2 separate regions of the Sus scrofa genome follow, and region 2 is linked to region 1. A link is a contact called in public HiChIP or PLAC-seq data. All regions are on one chromosome and are shown on one strand. The core of a region is the stretch at or near the end of the contact, and the rest is flanking DNA. Distances in the headings are between cores, read along the strand shown. Region 1 overlaps COMMD7 (COMM domain-containing protein 7). Region 2 holds the start of DNMT3B (DNA methyltransferase 3 beta).

What was found. HiChIP or PLAC-seq counts read pairs in DNA pulled down with a chosen protein or histone mark.
Region 2: a contact with region 1 is called in an H3K27ac HiChIP or PLAC-seq map of alveolar macrophages. The contact joins the promoter of DNMT3B here to the enhancer-like site in region 1. A contact is called at or near these places in 2 of 5 promoter capture datasets (fetal liver and liver), 28 of 47 Hi-C or Micro-C datasets (alveolar macrophages, blood, brain and 15 more) and 2 of 2 datasets of contacts at active chromatin or transcription factors (alveolar macrophages and skeletal muscle).

Annotation. Positions count from the first base shown.
Region 1 is chr17:36,279,764-36,282,373 of Sscrofa11.1, forward strand. All of the region lies in intron 6 of COMMD7 (COMM domain-containing protein 7), which reads right to left. Among named protein-coding and RNA genes, the nearest start is that of COMMD7, 44 kb to the right of the region's middle. Within about 2 kb of position 1,323, at least 39 of the 83 cell types and tissues checked have an H3K27ac peak or open chromatin away from gene starts, as enhancers often do. A contact at or near this core is called in alveolar macrophages, epiblast stem cells, fetal liver and 7 more, where this site is marked.
Region 2 is chr17:36,344,505-36,347,114 of Sscrofa11.1, forward strand. It overlaps DNMT3B (DNA methyltransferase 3 beta), which reads left to right and starts at 1,312. Exons shown (of 23, transcript NM_001348900.1): 1 at 1,312-1,625.

The DNA.
Region 1 (2,610 bases), core at 73-2,572:
ACGGTATGGAGGTTCCTCAAAATAAATTAAATATAGCATTACCGTATGATCTAGCAATCCCACTTCTGGGTATATAGCCAAAAGAACTGAAGTTAGGATCTCAAAAATATATTTGCATTCCCATGTTGACTGCAGCACTGTCAACCTACACATCCACTGGTGGATGAATGAGAGAGAAAACGTGGTCCATACAGATGATGAAATGTTATTCAGCCATGAAAAAGAAGGAAGTCCTGTCCTATGCTAACAATGCGGACGAAAACTTGAGGCCGTTATGCTACGTGACATGAGCTGGTCACAGAAGGACAAGCACTGCCTGAGTCCACGTCCGTGAGGTATGTAGAGCAGATGAGGTATCCAGAGCAGACGCATCGAAACAGAAAGTAGAAGAGTGGCTGCCAGGGGCTGGGGTGGAGGTGCGGGGGAGGAAGTGGGGAGTTGCTAGTCAGTGTGGGTAGAGTTTCAGTTAGGCCAGGGGAGTAAGTTGGAGGGACCTGCTGGGCAGCACTGGGCATCCAGGTAATGATACTGTACCACACACGTACCATTAAGAGAGCAGAACTCATGTTCTCTTTAGCCACAATAAAATGCAAACAACAGACTGTCTTCCAGAAAGGACAGGAAAACACCAAAAACCAGGAAGGCCATCATCTCAGAATAAAGAACAGTCCTTCAAATTAAAGAGCTTTAGTTTTGTGGGGGAAATGGACCACAACGTGTGTGTGGGTGTGTGTGTGTGTGTGTGTGTGTGTGTGCGCGCGCGCGCCTTGCTTCCCCCCAGCCCCGCCCCATTTCTCGACACACCAGACCTTGTGCTTGGAAGTCCAGGGAAGGAAGCCATGGACTCTTCCTCCTCTGACCACTGCCCTGCCCTCCCCCTCTTCCTTCCAGCCTGCAGCACTTAGCACATATGGTTCTAGAAATGTGCTCCTCTCACTCCACCAGGCTGGCTCTAGATCTTCCCTCCGGGCTCTGAGCTCCAGACCGCAGGGGTGTCCCACCCACCCCTCTCTGTCCCCGCATCTAACTGGTACTGGCAGGGGGTAGGGGACTGGCACACGCTGTTGGGAAGGGAATTGGGAAGGGAAGAACGGACACCCACAGGAATGAGGGCTGAGCAGTGTCCGCAAAAGAAGCTGCCCAGCCCCCTAACCCCTCTGGCAGGAGGCCTGGTTGGTCCCATCTCACAGTGGGGGGGCTGGGGGGGAGGAAGTGGGGAGGGAGGTGGGGAGAAGCCCTGGAAAGTTTCCTTCCCACGGAGCCTGGGCTGGGACAGATGGCAGGAAGAGGCTGAGCCGGCCCTCAGAACCACAGACCAGCTGGGAGTTAGGAGGCCCCGGCCCCTCCTGGGCCAGCCCCTCCTGGGCAGGGCAGCTGCCTCTGCCGCTCCCCTCCACACTGGCCCAAGGTGTCCCGGCCCCTGCCTCCAACCACAGGGACAGCAGAGGGCGGAAGTGGCCAGCTCTTCAGACCCGGCTGCTGGAGTTGGGCTCAACGGCCACAGGCTCCCCACATGGCAGGCCCAGAGGCCCAGGTGGGGGCTCCAAGGGACATGTGACACCAGGGAGATTCAGATGGCAGCTTCCGAAGCACACACTGGTCTTTTGGCTTGATCTTTCACTCAGTCACCCCCATGCCTGTCACCCAAGCCCTCAGAATAAAGACAGAGGCTGTGTCCAGGCGAGTGCGGGCTCCCCTCGCCCTACCCCACCCTTCTCCGTGCCTCCTGCCCTGACCTTTCAGTTCTGTTCGCAAGCACGCATTTAGTCGTGAGAGGCTTCAAGTGGGCAGGGACAGACCTGCTTTTGCTCCTGCGGCCTCCCCTACGTGGTGCAGAGAGCCTGGCCCTGGCGGCTACGCAGAGCTGTTTGTCAGTGGACTGGATGAAGAAGCTGGGGAGGAGGGTGGGGTCGTGGGCAGCGAAGGGTGTGGCGATCAGCCAGGCTTGGGAAGACCCACCAGCTGTGCGACCTCATCAAGCCTTTGGCGGCTCAGCCCCAGGTGGGTCTCACCACACCCACCTCTGAGCGCAAAGCAGGAGCCATGCTATTCAAAGAAGATTGGTTTCCTTCCTTTCTTTTCTTTTTTTTCCTAAGTCCAGCCCCTTCATTTTATGGACAGAACACTGCAGGGGAAGTGACCCACCCAGTCTCATCTCGGTGTTTATGTTTCTCTGAACCAAAAAGGGAGTGCAAATTATTTTGGAAAGAGACTTAGAAGTCACCTGCCTACATGTAAACTGCTAACACCCACCAGCCCAGCCTTTGTGCTTCCGGGAGCTTGTCCTACAGAGTATTTATTGCATTTGGATATATTAGTCTGGTACTCAGAAAAAAGTATAATCTGTTGGGGGTTTTCTGTTTGTTTTGGGGGTTTTTTTTAGGGCCGCACCCATGGCACATGGAAGTTCCCAGGCTAGGGGTCAAATTGAAGCTGCAGCTGCCAGGCTATACCACAGCCACAGCAACACCAGAACTGAGCCGTGTCTGTGATCTACACCACAGCTCAAGGCAACACGGATCCTTAGCCCACCGAGCAGGGCCAGGGATCAAACCCGTATCCTCATGGATAGGAGTTGGGTTCGTTACTGCTGAGCCACAACGGGAGCTC
Region 2 (2,610 bases), core at 62-2,561, 65 kb after region 1:
CATTCATTCATTCAACAAACTTCTATTGAACTCCTCCTGTAGGAACTAGAAATAGAGCTTGGAACATGACAGACATGTAGTTTTGTCCTCATGGAGTATTGTGTGTACTGTACGTGTGTGTGTGTGTGAAAAACAAGAATCAGAAAGATATAAACAAGGAGTTATGCAAAAAAGATTTCAGATAGCTGTAAGTGCTACAAAGAGAATGAAATTGTGAAGTAGAGACTAGACCTTTCAGGTGGGATAGTCAGAAAAAGTCTTTCCAGAAGCTAACATTTTGGGAGAAAGCTGAATGGTGCAGAGATTTGGGCAAAGAACACCCATTAACATGCTTGATGAGTCTGAGAAACAGCAGAGTCTGAGAAACAGCAGAGAGGGGAGAGATTAAAGTGAGGGAGGGGAGAGGATTAGGAGATGCCTGGGAAGGCAGGTAGGAGCCAGTTCATAGAGTGCCTTGCAGGCCATCATGTCGTCATTATTTGTTTTTTCATTCATTCAACAGACATTTATTGAGCATCTATGATGTGTGGGCTGAGACACATGAGACCCTGCCCTCACAGTCGGATACCTGGGGACACACAAACAGATAAGGAAATACTCTAAGTGTAAATACCAGCTGTGAGAAATATTAGGAAGTGCTCTTTTCCATTACTTCAATGCCCCTTTAAGGGCACAGGAGGAAGAGACCTGCTAACAGAGTGGGGCTTCTCCTTCGGATGATGCCAGCTGTACCCCAGGAACTCAGCCAGGAACCTGAGGGCCCTGACTCCTCTGCTCCCCCTCCCCTCTCCTCCCCTCAAGATGGCTGACGAAGGGCCAGCCGGGTGGGTGGGAGGAAGGAAGGACTTGTCCCAGGGTCCAGGGCTGGCGGGGGCACCGCAGCGCCCATGTGGCATTGCGGCTGGAGCTGGGGGACTAAGGGCAGAACCTGCTGCTGCTGTGCGACTCCAGTGGGGGCGCTTCCTTCTCTGGGCCCCCCACAGCCAAAGCTAAGCGTCGCCGGTCGGGGTAGGCGAGCGGGAAGAAGGGGGCCCCAGGAGGAGTCTCTAGCGTAGAAGGACCTTTGCGGGCTCCCCTCTAGGGCCTGTTATCCGGGTGGTGATTTAACCAGCCGGGGGGCCAGGAGGCGGTGCCTGTGGAGGAGGGGCGGAGGGGGAGGCTCCCGAGTGATTTCAAATTTCCCTCGTCCCCGCCCCCCGCCCCCCGCGCCAGAGGCGCGGTTCTGAGTGGCTGTGGCGGGGGCGCCCCCGGGCGGGGGCGGAGCGACTGCCGGGCCGGGGTTACAAGGGGACTCGGCACCGCCCCCTCCCCACCCACTCCTGCTGCCAGGTTTGGTCTGCGTCTCTTCCTCGCAGCAGCCGCCCCCCCAGCCCGGCGGCCGCGGCCCGCGTGGACGCCCCGAGCGCCCCCCGACGGACGCCACCGGCTCACTGGCAGGCGGGCGAGCGTGCGGCCGCGCCCGGCCGGCAGCGCGGGGGTTAAGGGGCCCAAGTAAACGTAGCTCGGCGATCGGCGCAGGAGATTCGCGAGCCGAGCGCTCTGCTCGGCCGCCCGCCGGCCTCCCGCCAGCCTGCCCCGACCCGCGGCTCGACCGCGGAGCCGCGCCCGAGTCAGGCTCTCGGCAGGTGAGCGTCCGGTGGCCCCGGGGAGGCTCACCAGCCCGAGGACTCCGTGGGTTGGTGGGGGAGGGGGCAGAGGAGGGACACCGAGACTGCAAGGAGGGATCCCGTCTCGGGACCTCTTAGGGAGGCAGCTCCCATCCGGCTGGAGACCAGGCATGATTGGGGAGGAGAGGTCTTTGACCCTATCTGGGAAGCGGGCTGGGGGGACAAAATGGGCGGGGGCATGTGTCTTAGAGGAATATGAGTGGAAGGGATACTTGCTGTGTTCCCGAGGAGAGAAGTTCGTCCCCAGGGAGGGGGACTGGCGGCCTTCCTGGGGTCTAGAGCCGAGGGGAGGAGGTGACCCATTGAGAAGTGGAGTAAATGGGGCGTGTGATCTTACCTGGCATCAGCTTTAGGGGAAGCTTCCTTGGGGAGGGGAACGGAATAGAAAATAGTCCTGCCAAGGAAGTGAGTGTCCGTCCATTACATCTTGGAACTGGCGTTTCAGCCGAGATAGCTGCCCGCCTTCCCTGGGCTAGGAAAGAGTTAGGGGGCGTGGGTGCGGGCGAGCAGGTGGGCCAGGGTGTTGGCGCGTACCGGGGGCGTGCGCCAGACGAGCGGGCTCGCTGGGTCCTCGCGGGATGAGCTGTGGAGAGTAAGGATCCGCGGGGCTGCCGAGATGCCCTCGGGAGAGGTTCCTTTCTCCCCCCTGTGCACACCTGGCCGGGGAGGAGCCGGCCCGGGGCGGCGCCTTCCTGCTCTGACCACGCTGCCTGCCCTGGGGGCTCACTTTCCATTTTCCACTCTTCCAGAGGCAAGCTGGTCCCACCCCCCAAACTTGCAGACTGAGGCGTGAAAACCTCCAGCACTATCTTGGTGTCCCTGTGGTTGTTTGGTGAGAGAGGGTGCGTGGTTCTCCCACTTTGCAGGGGAAAAAGTGGAAGCTGGGGCAGAGCCTGCCGACTTAGCAAGTTAGCAGCAGAGAATTGCTCCTGGGCCTGGGTTT